Linked DNA regions of Pan troglodytes: region 1 is linked to region 2. The links are chromatin contacts, called in public Hi-C maps. All regions are on one chromosome and are shown on one strand. Each heading gives the region's core, a stretch centred on a gene start, on an enhancer-like site or on the middle of the called end of the contact. The rest is flanking DNA. Distances are from core to core; before and after follow the strand shown. Region 1 holds the start of IER5 (immediate early response 5). Region 2 has its middle 54 kb from the start of IER5.

Evidence for each region. Hi-C and Micro-C count contacts between places; a contact is called where the count stands out from the background.
Region 1: a contact with region 2 is called in a Hi-C map of stem cell-derived neural progenitor cells, with 5 times the contacts expected there. The contact joins the promoter of IER5 here to the enhancer-like site in region 2. A contact is called at or near these places in 5 of 7 Hi-C or Micro-C datasets (blood, induced pluripotent stem cells, a lymphoblastoid cell line and 1 more), 1 of 1 datasets of contacts at active chromatin or transcription factors (stem cell-derived excitatory neurons) and 1 of 1 other capture datasets (stem cell-derived neural stem cells).

The regions. Positions count from the first base shown.
Region 1 is chr1:68,042,732-68,049,820 of NHGRI_mPanTro3-v2.0_pri, reverse strand. IER5 (immediate early response 5) reads left to right here and starts at 2,542. Exons shown (of 1, transcript XM_016933680.3): 1 at 2,542-4,697. The coding sequence starts at 2,757. The coding sequence ends at 3,740.
Region 2 is chr1:67,989,378-67,996,228 of NHGRI_mPanTro3-v2.0_pri, reverse strand. No RefSeq gene overlaps it. Among named protein-coding and RNA genes, the nearest start is that of IER5, 54 kb to the left of the region's middle. Within about 2 kb of position 3,113, at least 10 of the 24 cell types and tissues checked have an H3K27ac peak or open chromatin away from gene starts, as enhancers often do. A contact at or near this core is called in stem cell-derived neural progenitor cells and stem cell-derived neural stem cells, where this site is marked.

The sequences.
Region 1 (7,089 bases), core at 1,293-3,792, 54 kb before region 2:
ATTTCCACAAGAGCTTTTTATGTGCTCTTCTATGCACCAACTGTTCTAGAATCTATTCTGTGCTTCCCTTACTGAACAACCTTTAGTAAGGTCCCTGTGGTCCTATCTCCTCATCAAGGCACCCACAACCCACTATCATGCAGCCTCGGCCTCTGTTTCTAGCCTTTCCCACTTGCTTTTGGGCATGTACCCAGCACAACTGCAAAGTAAGATGTTCCCTACACTGGACTCTGTTGCTCCTGCTGCTTGGAACTTGTGGATCCTACCTCAGAGGTTTTCAGCACCCTCTTCAGATACAACTTCTTTGGTGAAACTTTCTCCCATCTATGTTCCTTTCTTCTCCCAGCCTCTTCTCCCACCCCAGGGTAGTATGTGGGGTAGTGTGTTCTGAGAACTAGCCTACATTGATAGCTTATTATATGCCAGGTGCTGTTCTATGAGCTTTGCATATGCTACCTTGTTCTACCCTCACAAAAACTCTAAGAGGTAGGCATTATTATTATTATATTTATATTTATTTTATTGTATTTTTTGAGACAGAGTCTCACTCTGTTGCCCAGGCTGGAGTACAATGGTGTGATCTCGGCTCACTGCAACCTCTGCCTCCTGTGTTCAAGCAATTCTCCTGCCTCAGCCTTCCGAGTAGCTGGGATTACAGGCACCTGCCGCCATGCCAGGCTAATTACTGTCTTTTTTTTTTTTAGTAGAGACAGGGTTTCACCATATTAGCCAGGCTGGTCTTGAACTCCTGATCTCAAGTGATCCGCCCACCTTGTCCTTCCAAAGTGATAGGATTACAGGCGTGAGCCACCACACCCGGCTGATTATTTTGTAATAAAAAAGACAGCAGCACAGAGAAGTGAAATAATTTTCCAGAGGCCATGCAGCAAGTGAAAGGTGAAGCTGGGATTCCAACCTAGGAAGCCAGCCTCCTCAGCCTGTGCTCTTAGCCATTGCTTTATAGTGACTAATAACTTGCAAAGAAAAAGAGAAGAGAAAAATTCTTGCGTCATTACTCAATATATGCTATTTGGTTTTGTAATTATTTGTGTCATTATTTTATCTCTTCCTCTACGTGGGCTGAAAATTCCTAGAGGGGAGGAACTCTGGGTCTCAGAGCCTGCTGTCTCAGTTACCATCAGTTGTGGGCACAGGTAATGCTATTGAGCCATCACATCCTCTGGAGATTGTGAATTGGTCATGATCAAGCCCACTCTTCACTGGTATTTTTCCTAAATAAATTCATTGCTTGACCAACCCCGGGGCAGGATCAGGCCCAGGGTTCCACATGGACTCCAAGAAAGCAGTGCTTAGTTTTCTCATTCAGATTGTGGCTGAGAAGTTGTCATTTATCGTCTGTACAATAAAGCAGATGTGTATGTGACTTCCCCCTTTTCAGCAGTGGAGACATTGAAGCGGCCTGAGGTTATTTACCCAGAGTCCTCAGGCAGGTCTGTGGTGGAGCTTCGGTGGAACTAACTGGAAGTGACTCCATGTTTCCAGTCCAGGACCCTGGGCAACCCCGTGGTAATTGTGTCCTGATATACTTATAAGGACCAGTAGATGGACTAAGTTGTTGACTGACCAGAAAATTCTGGAACTCCCTAGCACTATATTTTTACCTTGACACGAAATGAAATTATGACATCATCATGGGAACACAGGACTTCTTTCTTTTTATTTTCAGAACTTGCTCGATTTTTCCAAGGGTGGACTGGGTCAGTCCTTGTAATGGAAAAATGGAAATGAAAAAAAAAAGGAAAAAAAATCATTGTGGAGAACCTGTAACATCTTCCATTTAACTTATTTGATAACTGGGTTTGTTCTAGAATCTAGAGAACAAAGTGAAAGATGCCAGCTTTAGAGGACAACCAATAACTTTGTATCTAGACACGATTCCTTGATAAGAAGCCAAAAACCTAGCCAAAAACTTCTGGAATCCCCCTTTCCTTTGGGGTTAGAACTGACAGCTGCTAAGAGTGTATGTGACTCTAGCGGGGAAAGCGGCTCATCCAAAAATAATGATTGCCAAATACTTTGCAGTAATACTATTTGTTATCCAGGGGTGTCCTCCGCCGCGTATGGCCACCATCTCTATTTTTGCCAGGGTTGAGGGGGGTCGCTTACAGGTGTGGCCGGCCTGGAAACGGTGGCGTGGCTGGTGAGGGCGGAGTCGATCCGGGAAGGATCAGGACTTTATGGCAGAACAGAGTCCACCACCGTGTTCGGAAGAAAGTTCGAATATTTTGTTCGCTTTGGTTCCGGCAAGCCATCGCACAAGCCAGAATCTGTAACTCCAAACGGTAGCGCTCTCGAGCACCGTCCCCAACATTCACTCCCCACGGGCCTGGTCTGCGGCCGCAAGCCGTCGCCCCCTTTAAGAGCCTGCTCCGCGGGACTAACGTTCGAACGGGCCCTGGCGCCCCTCCTCGGGCTCCGATTGGCCGTGCGCGGCGCACGAGGGCGCGCCGGCCAGCCCCGGAACGGTTGGCGGCCCTTCGTGATTGGCGGTCGAGGAGCCTATATAAGACGCGAGGCTGCCGGGCTGCCCTGTTTAGCGACCGGACCCGAAACGGGGAAGTTGTCTTGTGTGGAGAGGTTAGTAGATCTGCGCGCGCGTCACCAGAGTCGTTTCTCTTCGGAGTCTTAGGTGATCGAGGGTGTGCCCAGGGGGCGGACTTGTTTGCGCCTCCCGTTCCCTCCCAATTTCCAAACGTGTCACCCCGGCGCCGACGGCCCTGTGCAGGGGAAGCAGGATGGAGTTCAAGCTGGAGGCTCACCGCATCGTCAGCATCTCTCTGGGCAAGATCTACAACTCGCGGGTCCAGCGCGGCGGCATCAAGCTGCATAAGAACCTCCTGGTCTCGCTGGTGCTGCGCAGCGCCCGCCAAGTCTACCTGAGCGACCCGTGCCCCGGCCTCTACCTGGCCGGTCCCGCTGGGACCCCGGCACCGCCACCGCAGCAGCAGCCCGGGGAGCCGGCGGCCGGGCCACCCGCCGGCTGGGGAGAGCCGCCCCCGCCCGCCGCTCGTGCCTCTTGGCCGGAGACCGAGCCGCAGCCGGAGCGCTCCTCCGTCTCAGACGCGCCGCGGGTAGGGGACGAGGTGCCGGTGGCCACGGTGACTGGAGTCGGGGACGTTTTTCAGGGCGGAGAGGCGGACGCGACGGAAGCTGCTTGGAGCCGCGTGGAGGGGCCGCGCCAGGCGGCAGCCAGAGAAGCCGAGGGTACCGCCGGAGGCTGGGGCGTCTTTCCTGAGGTATCTCGTGCCGCGCGCCGCCCCTGCGGCTGCCCCCTAGGCGGGGAGGACCCGCCGGGTACACCGGCCGCGACCCCCCGCGCTGCCTGCTGCTGCGCGCCGCGACCAGCCGAGGACGAGCCCCCCGCGCCGCCCGCGGTGTGCCCCAGGAAGCGCTGCGCGGCGGGGGTGGGCGGCGGCCCAGCGGGCTGCCCGGCGCCCGGCTCGACCCCGCTCAAGAAGCCCCGCCGGAACTTAGAGCAGCCGCCGAGTGGAGGAGAGGACGACGACGCGGAGGAGATGGAGACCGGGAACGTGGCTAACCTCATCAGCATCTTCGGTTCCAGTTTCTCGGGACTCCTACGGAAAAGCCCCGGGGGCGGCAGGGAGGAAGAGGAGGGAGAGGAGAGCGGTCCGGAAGCCGCCGAGCCCGGGCAGATCTGCTGCGATAAGCCGGTGCTGAGAGACATGAACCCCTGGAGCACAGCCATCGTGGCTTTCTGAGCCCTTGGCCCCCCTGCGGGGAGGAGGTGGAGCAGCGGGCGTCCCCGAAGTGAGGGCCAGGCCCTTCCCGGCTGCGAGGACGCCCAGAGACCGCGGGCGCTGAGCGCGTTGGGCAGACTGGTTGCCTCTGGGCATCGCAAACTGCCCCCGGGCGCATCTGGCTTATCTGGAGACCTGGGAGCTTGAGGCTCATTGGAAGAGGACGATCGTTAACTTTTGTGTTTGTGTATGTCTGTGTATGTAAGTTTGTCTTGTGGCATTAAGACTATTTTGCTCTTCTGGAATGCACCACTCCTTCCCCAGGGTTTAAGAGATTGGGGGCAGACAGGGACTTTCCTCTGCCGGCTGCGTGGAGAAGGAAGCGGCTAAAAGGTTTGGGTCGGGGAGTTCCCCATTCGTTCTCCGGGGAGGGAGGGACTTTACACCCACCCCTCACCGGAAAGCTAGACCCGCTTCAGGGCCAGGAGTGGCGTTTCCGCACAGGATTTCCTAAGACGAGAGGGATTTAGCCAAGAGCACAGACTTGGATTCCTTCTGTCCCTCCCCACCTTTCTCTCCCAATGAAGAAACGTTTATATCCTGTGATTACTCTAGGAAAGGGGCGTATTAACGGTCCTTTGCTTCCCCGCAGGGGAGAAAAAGCTTGACGAACTTCACAGAAGAGTTCAAGCTTGGAAATAATGGAGTTTATAGAGAAAAGATATATTTTTAAAAGCTCTAGGTCAGAAGTACTACACAGTGCTTTTAAAAAGTGTTAAATGAGAGTTTACAGACAGAAGCCCGAAGTGGAAAGACCTTATGGTTTTGTAGATATGGTGACTCCAGTCTTTGTTGTATAAAGGTTGGGGGAGCTGATAAGGTTTTTGTACAGTATTTTCTCCTTCGTTGTATTGATTTTTGTATAAAAATGTAACTTCTACGTGTCTAACACGTATTAAATATTTTGAAGCAACGTAACTGCCTGCTTGTCTGTAATAACCTGCCTGGGTTGGGAGGGAAGTGGGAGGAGGGAAACCAGGGCCTGAGCTAGAAAATTGAAGGTGTGGTTCTTAGTATCAGTCATTCGCAGACTGAGGACATTGTTTACTGACTCCACTAAGTATCAAGAGAGACACGTTTAATTTTTCCTCCTAGATCAGAGGACTGCTATTAGATACTAATATCAGCGACCTGTCAGGTTCTAGAAACCTGCCACTACAACTGCCTTTTCTAAGGTCAGTTTAGACCAATTTGTCACCCAATATGTGGGTGTCTAATACTAACTAATTTAACCAACTTTTGAAGCCCCGCTTATCCACAAAAATGTTTTTCAGCAAAACTTTGTTTCCTGTTAAGCTATTAATACGGGTCATCTTTTAGCTTTGTAACTGAAAAAAAAAAGTTTAGATAGTAGTTTACCTTAAAAGCCCATTCGAACTGACATAGGAAGATGAAAGAGACTGACTTGTCCAAATTGTCAGGTCCACCTCTGCATCACAGTGGATGTCAGGATGTAAATTTTCAGTTTTTCTCTTACATCTAGAAAGTAAATGTATTGCTGAGAGGGAAATTGCTTGCATCAAACCAGATAAGGAAGGAGGGCTAGGCAAATTTAATTCTCATTTAGCAAAACTTCCTGATTTGTTACTTAAATGGTGACATCAGTGTTTGGTCATGGTAGACACTTAGGTGATGATAGCCAAAACATCCATCGATTTTACTAAAATCACTGCCATTAAGAGAGTTTTTTGTCTCTTCATGTTCAATGTTTGAAAGGTATTCAATAATCTATTTCAGAAGCAAATCAATTAGGGAATGGTGTTTATTAAAATACGGTACAGTTGCCAGGACTTTAAAAGATGGTACTGGTTTCTAACAACTTATGAGTATATAGGGTGTTTAAAAGATGGGAGAGATTGAAGAAAGACAAAGGTTTAAAGGTCATAGCCTTCGAGCATAAGAGGCATATGAATGGTGTCTTGGCCTTAACTCCCAATTATATGAACTTCTGTTTTAGCTGAATAGGCCAGTGCCTCGTGCCTTGATATTTCGGCAAATCTATTAGTGGTTCCTTAAGCATAGGGAACTTTCTACTTTATGCTCTGTCGCCATAATAATGTATTTATAGAATTAAACATTCTCAAATTAGGGTCTTGTTAAACTGACTTTTTCTTTCAGAAAGTAGCTACTTAAATTGTGTTACAGCTACAAAAGATCCATCAAGTGCTGACTGCTTAAACTGAAGAAGGTGTCCAGGGCCTTAATTCTGCAAACATTTCCTGTTGTTAGAAAGTATGATGCTTGAACAGCGATCTCAGTGTATTTTATGTTTTAAAGGGGGTAACATTTGGTGTGTTTAAGAGAGCTGATGTGTTTTGGATGAGACTAAAGTTGATCCTTGGTTTTACATTACGATGAACCTGGGTCCATGTGTCTGCTTAAAGAATGTAAATTGGCATACTTGATAGGAGGATAAAGCTTTGTAGGAATTAGAAAAGATCATTCTCTTTTTTGTTGCAGAAGCAGTATAGTATAGTAGTTAGAGCATGGGCCCTGGAGCCAGGCTGCTTGGTGTCTTCCTTTATTTATTTATTTATTTATTTTATTATAAAAAGTAAATATAAAGTGAGCTATGTTGACCAGGTTCGTCTTGAACTCCTGGCCTCAAGCAGTCCTCCTGCCTCAGCCTCCCAAAGTGCTGGGATTACAGGCATGAGCCACCACAACCTGGCCTGCTTGGGTTTTTCTACCTTGGCTGTGCCACCTAGCTGTGGGACCTTGGACAAGTTACTTCATCTCTCTGTGCCTCAGGTTTTTCAAATGTAAAATTGGGATAATTGGATCTGTCTCATAGGGTTGTGAAAATTAATGAGTTAATGCTCTTAGAAGAGTACCTCATATGTAATAAGCACGTAACTGTTAATTATTGTTAATGTAGAAGTTAATTCTGTGTATAAATCAGATACACTGTGGTCAAAGATTTGTGTGTATTTGTAAGAAAAGAGGAGAATGGAGAATCTATTTTTAAGTGGTCCTATGTGTGAATGCTGGGTTCTTTTATTCCTCTTTTTCTCTGGACACTTGGCAGTCAGGAAGCTTTGTTCTACCAACGTAGTTTTGTTGCTGTGAATGTCTCACCAACCGGATGATTTTTCCAATTGTATCAAACAACTCTATTTTCAGGGAGGAGTAAGCTGAAGTGAAAACAGGCAAGGAGCAAAGTTCTTGTTGACATACAAATGCTTTCTGTGGATGAGTAAAGAAAAAAGTAGCCCATAAAGTTATTTTTGCTTGAATTACTTGCGCATGGAATGTTTAAAACATGCTTATTGATAGGTCCTGGACAAGAGCCTTCCCAATGCCAACCTAG
Region 2 (6,851 bases), core at 1,864-4,363:
TGCAGGGCAGCCCCGGCATGGTGGAAATGCTGGCAAATTGTGTCCTGTCAGAGGAAGGGCTGAGACAGTGGCCCTTGCTTCTCCACGACCTGCATGAAGGTATATCCGCGACTTCCCAGGTGCCCCCTGTGGGGCATAAGGAGGCTGGGAATTAAGAGCCAGCGTGCTGCAGAGGTGGGCCTAGGAGGCCCCATGGCTGAGCCTCAGAGTGGACAACAAGAGCAGGGCCAGAGGGAGGATGTGGCTGGGCCCTAGAGGGTCAGCAGTGCCAGGGAGCACTGAGGAGAGGCCCGGGCAGCAGGGGGCTGGTCAGACCATACAAGAGCATGTTCAGGCCATTGCCTAACCCGAGAGAACAGGTTATAAGCATCTCAAACCCAGCCGCACAGGGGCAGGAAAGGGTGTGGCTTAGGGACAGCATATGGGAAAGGCATTTAAGGGTTTTCATTCATAATAAGGTCAAAATGAGTCCCCAGTGTATTAAGATCTGTAAATAAATGAACAAGTTACAGTCTCCTCAGTGGAACCTGGTCCCATTCTTCTCAGGGCTGGTCAGCTCCCTTCCGGAGAATTACAGTCATGCTGGGTCTCCCTTCGAGACTGAACAGACAAACCAGACCCCCATACAGAGGAGAGTGGGGAGAAACCTCCACATAAGAGCAGCTTGCAAGGACTCGAGAACACACAGTCTGGTGAAAGAGAATTTAGGGGTGACACTGCTTAGGTTCTGTATGTTCCCAAGAGGAGACCCAATGCATGGATGTTATAGGGAGAGAGTTCAGCTCCAAAACCACTAGAACCATCTAATAATTCTAAACCGGCATGGGCTGAACCAGGACACTTCCTGGATATGGAGCATCCAAGCAGAAGCCAGAACACTGCTATGCAGGAGAGGCAGATGTCTGCCGGGTCATGGACCTGGACAACCTTCAACATTTCTTCCAACCTTAAGATTTTGTGAATCGCTGAATGAAATTCTAATTTTAAAGTTTCTGACTCAGAGGCAGAGGAGGCTCCTATTTTGAGTCAGAGTACCCAAATGCAAAGATCCCAGCTCCTTGGAGACAGACGGACCTGGCTTCTGAGACTGGCTTTGTCACTCACTAGTTGTGTGCCCTGGAGAACTTCCTTTCCCTTTCTGAACTGCAGTGTTCTCAGCTGGAAGATGGAGATATTTACCTGGCAGGGTGTTGTTGGCATTAAGTGAATCAATGTAGTAAACATGGCCAATTGTGTGTGTGCACACGTGTGTGTGTGTATGTGTGTGTGTGTGTGTTAGTGGGGGTAGGAGGAGTATAGGATGTTTGCCATGCTAGCAAATCTTATTATTGCCTACTGGTTAATTTTCTTTTTCCTAAGACCAGCTTACAGAGCAACGGAACACTGAGTTTAATGAAAAGATGAAACAGATGCTGATGTGGTGTGGACAGATACTGGTTTGAATCCTCTTAGCAGAGAAGGGAAAGTTCTGATATGGGGAAGATGGGGGAGGCACCTGTGACTATGCTGGAGGAAAGGGCAAGAGGAAGTCACCCCCTGAGGGCCACAGGTGGATACCCTCTGGTGCTGTACCTGGGCTTCTGGCCATGGGATGAGTTGAGCTGTGTGGTGCTCACTGTCTTTCGGGAAAGGAATGGGCCTGGACCGATCTGCCTCCCCCCATGACTATCTGCAGGTGACACCAGATCTGCAGTGACCTTCAGCTATGAAGTGGGCACAGGTTTCCTTTTAGCCCTCCCCACCTCGGCTTTCTGCACTTGTTCCTGCCAGCCCCCACTCCCTCTTACTTCATTCCTAATTCCTTCCTCCATCACATTTTTTCCCTTAGAAGCTCATGTACATAAGGAGGTATGAAGGACTGGCAAAGCTACAAGCCCGACCTCTACCAGGGATGCTTGCATTTCAACTCTCAGCCACTGCCATTCTCCACTGGGGGCCTCTCTCCCACAGTGTGAGAGTGTGGGTGGGCGTGGTGCAGCTGGCAGCATGCTGATGTCTGTCTCTTTGCAAAGCTGACCTACCCTGGGTCAGGTCCTGGCTGCCTTGAGTACTGGGAGAGGGTGGTGAAAAACAGGCCCAAAGCTCTGCGGGGAGCAGCCCCTTCTCCCCTGGCCTTTGGCTAGGAGGAAGTGAGTGGGTCCTGCCTTGGGGCCTCCACTTCCGGGGCCTCGAGGACTGAGGCTGACTCGATGATTCCTGGAAGGTGATGATGTCATGGTGACATAGCAGTTCCCCTCCCCAGCCAAAGTCAATAGGAGAGTGGGTGATGAGTGTCTCTCATTGGCACAGAGGCCCGAGGCTCTCAGGAATGACCAAGTCCACTGGCTTGTCCAGGCCACTTAACACCACATTCATCAATAGCTCCCTTCCTCAAATTCCTACAGCTCTGATCATCTGTCCCTTCGGCGATCCCATATTCTGGACTTCCAGGGCAGGCTTGATTGATTTTAAACATTCTGCCCCTTTGTTTTTCCACGTCAACAAATTCACGAATCATAGAAATTCATCCCAGGTTGGCCTGTGCATCCTGGGGCTTTGGGGACACGGAGCCACCAGGCTTTCTCAGAAACAGAGCATGATCATGTGTACCCTTGCGTCCCAGCTTCACATCTGCATGTCTTTTCAACAATATTAATAGCTTCTTTAGAATCAGCATCTGTGTCTGTTTCTTTTGTTTTCTCCAGGACTCCTCGAAGGGGCTGAGTGTGTGGGAAAATCTAAAAATGCTTATGGGGAGGGGGAGGTTAAGCTCCCCTTCTTGCCTTGTCAAGGGCTCTCTCCCACTACTTCACTGGGGGTGAAAGGCGCATCCGCAACAAGGGCCCCGTGAGTCCATAAGGAGATGTCTTCTGCTTCTCTCACCCGTGCTTATTAAAAGGTAACCTAGTCCCGGTGTGGGTTTGGGAAAAACGCTGCTGGACTTGCGCGGGTCGGGGTTGCTTTTGGATAGCCACTCCCTGCACTCTTGTTTACCAAAGACCTGACTCTCTGACAGACTGCGTCAGACCCGCATGGAGTAAAATGGATCCTTTGTCAGCTGGAGTCTGAATTCAAACGCCTTCTCTGCGGCCCTCCCCAGACCGACCCCAGCGTTTTACAAGGGAGCCCTGGCGTTGCCTTACGCTGCCCGATGCTGCCCCCTGCAGGCGGCTCGCAGACACAGCCCGCTCCGCTGGGTGTGGAGGCTCAGCCTGTGCCACACAAATGGGTTTTCATCACCTAGAGTTGTCAGAGCAGCTAATAGCGCATGAACAGGAAGAAAATTAGGCTTCTCTAAGTGAATTGGGTGTTGAAAGACACTGAAATAAATGGTGGAGGCAGTGAGAATGACTGATGGTGTTTCAAGTCTGAAGTAATAAGTTGGGGGAGGTGAGGGTGGGAGAAGAAGGAACTAGTGTTTACAGTGACCATGTGATTTAAATCTGGGCTCACAACAGCCTCAGAGGCAAATGCTCTGAACTCCTGTTTAATGGATGGTGAAGTCGAGTCTTAGAGAAAAATTAAATAACTGCCCAAGATTATACAGCAATAAATGGCAGACCCAGGACTTGAACTCAGTGACCCCAGGCCTCTGTGACATCTGCTGTCCCGCCACCCCACCATAAGAGATCATCGTCCTGCCTGGAGGAAGATCCCTTTGTCTATGGGATGATCTGGGTTTTTTGGAATGAAGGGGAAACTTCAACAGGGAATTCTCTTCACTAAGACAGTTTGTAGCTGTAGCCTCTGTCATGTGATTTGAGGGGTGTTTGGCAGATCTCCCTGCCTGAAAACATCTCCCCAACTTGCTCATCACATTGCCTGGAATTTTGCTGTAAGAGAGTCCTTCCTTTGATTAAGATTGGCTAAGTGGTACTCCTGTTAAATGAAAATGCAATTCCTGTTGGGGAGTCACAGGTTAAACCTTTAAATCTTAATTCAACCTCAGTGGAGATGAGCTCATCAGGTTGCTTCATCCCTGTGATAGAGAATGAAGGGTGTGGGGAAATTGGAGGACAGGGGGTGTGCCAAAATCTAATTTTATTACTAAATGTCTCAGAGACTCCTCAAACTGTACCAAATGAAACTCTTTATCTTCTCTCCCACACTCTCCCTTCTTGGACATTAAACAGGCTCAGAAATCCCTGCAGTGTCCCTCTCTCCTCCATCTGATGGTCACTGGGTCCTCCCCAGCCTGCCTCTGAAGTGGTGCCTGAATCTCCACCATGCACCCTCACTCTGTGGTGTGCTCAGGCCCTCGTCAGTGTGTTTCTGCCCCTGAGACTTTACCCTTTAATCAAACCTCAGTGCAGCAGCAAATGAGAGCTTTTGAAAACATGAATCAGAGGATGCTGCATTTCCTCCTAAAATCTTCCTCAGTGCCTTAAAGAAAAGTGCCAATTTCTCAGTATTTTATACTTAGGAGAGTGTTCCCATCCTTCTCTCTTGCCTCTCCTCTGTACCTCTCATTACCACCCTCCTTCACCCCATTCCCCAGCCTGGTCATCTCATTCACAGCTCCATGCTTTTGTGCTTTGTTTTTGTCAGGAAAGCCCTTCTCCTTCAGTGGTCAGCTAACTACTCCTCCATGAAGCCATCCCTGATTCCTACTCCAGCCCCCAAGGAAGAGGTAAGTTTTTATGTCAACCCTCACTAAGCCCACACACATGAATGAATGGATGAGTAAACGAAGCTCAGCTGATGAGTGGACTATCCAGTTCAAAAGATGAGGTTGTTTCTGAAATGAATATAAACCAAACTGTGGCTACGTTTTTGAAGGTTGCTGCTATGATGCACCGAATGTGTCTGTGTGTGCATTGGTGGGATACAAAGACTCTGTTAGGGTAAATAATTTGATGGGCCTTGAACTTACACAAGCAGACTAGTTTCAGAACATTGCCATGGAGACGAATGAGGACTCAAGCAGCAGGGTACCACTTAGGCAATGACAGATTTTACAGAAAATGGGCTTAGATACACCTTTCTTGTCAAAAAATCTCCTAGCTAATGGGGAGAGTGCTTCAAGGCAGAATAAAAGCTTGCACCCTCAATGAACAAAAAGCTCCTGAAGTTAGAAAACCAGGAAGTAGCAGGTCAGGAAGAAGATAAATTCTTAGCGATAGACTGAAAGACAAATGGCCAATGAGGATGTTGGGGCCATGCCATGATGTTAGATAGAGTTCAGCATATTATATTAGAAAATAAACAAAGGATGAAGATGTTTCAAATGTATCTTTAGATGTCCTGTTGTGTGAAGTGAGGAAGCTGTTCCCTTGGTCCTTGGCAAACTGTTAAATCATTTATTTATTTATTTATTTATTTATTTGAGATAGAGTCTCACTCTGTCGCCCAGGCTGGAGTGCAGTGGTGCAGTTTTGGCTCACTGCAACCTCTGCCTTCTGGGTTCAAGCGATTCTCCTGTCTCAGCCTCCTGAGTGGCTGGGATTACAGGCACCCGCCACCATGCCAGGGCCATTTTTGTATTTTTAGTAGAGACGGGGATTTCACCATGTTGGCCAAGCTGGTCTTGAACTCCTGACCTCAAGTGATCTGCCTGCTTTGGCCTCCCAAAGTGCTGGGATTACAGGCATGACCCACCACACCTGGCCATGTTAAATCATTTATTACAGAACTAGGACTATATAATCTCCTACATAGCCACCATAGAACCTTTCAAGTCAGGGCTTGCACTTGGACACATCTGCCATCCAATCCACAGACCCCATTCAAAATTTTCAAGCTGTCCCAACAATGTCTCTTTTTCCTTTCTAGTCCAAGATCCTATCCAGGAATACAAGTTGCATGGTTCTTGTGCCTCTTTAGTTTTCTCCAATTTGAAACAGTTTCTTAGTCTTTCCCTGTCTTTCATGTCATCAGCTGTTTTAAAGAGTACAAACCATTCATTCTGCAGGACGTCCCTGGGTCTGTCTAATGTCCTGGTGTCCAGACTTGGGTCATGCTCCCTTGATAAGAACACCACAGAAATGATGCTATTCTCATTTCAGCGAATTGCGTGGGGTGGAAGGAGGAGACATAGGATGTCAATCCATTCCACAACTGGAACTGTTTATTTTGATCACCAGTCACGTACCAACATTTGTCTGCCAGGTTTCTCTCCTATAAAGACCCCATTTACCCCCTTTAAATTGATGGCATTTTGTGGGGAGATAATCCTGTTCTTTATCAAACTTGCATCTCCCAATCTTAGCCTCCATTGATGTCTCCTGCCAGAATCAACCACAACTATGACAGTTTCCAAATTATGGTTTTCTATTTCCATCATTCCTTTTCATTTTATTAGTTGGTGGGCTACTGTAATACAAAGCTTTCCCATTTTCTATGTTCATTTGCATATTTATTTCAGTAGGGAATCTTGTTTTATTCAATGGATTGTATTCCATTGCCATCCTTGTTTATTTTGATGTTCACATTGCTCCAGATATGGCCAGTGGAGTCCCTTCAGCTTGGCTCCTGCCTCCTTCTGACACATCTCCACCATTCTCAGCACTGTCTTACTTTCTGGCACTACAAAATGACCAAGGCTCATCATGGTACTTTTCCTTCTCCAGCCTGGAATTAGCTCTTTCTCCAAGGAGCCCTGCCTTCTTGTAGTGGAGGATGGTGTTTAGGAACCAAAATCTGAGCCCTTAGTGTGCTTCTTGTTACTGAGGTGTCATTGCTTCTAGGCCTGTTGAGTGGACAGATCTAGGAAATATATGTGTGCATATGTACACTCACAGGTGTATACACACATCTAGAACTATTTCCATATCTACCTGTGTTTATATATCAGAAAACAGTAAGTCGATGATACTCACACCTCCAGTTCCAATCCACCTCAGTGTTCTTTATAGTTTCCGTCTTTTCTATAT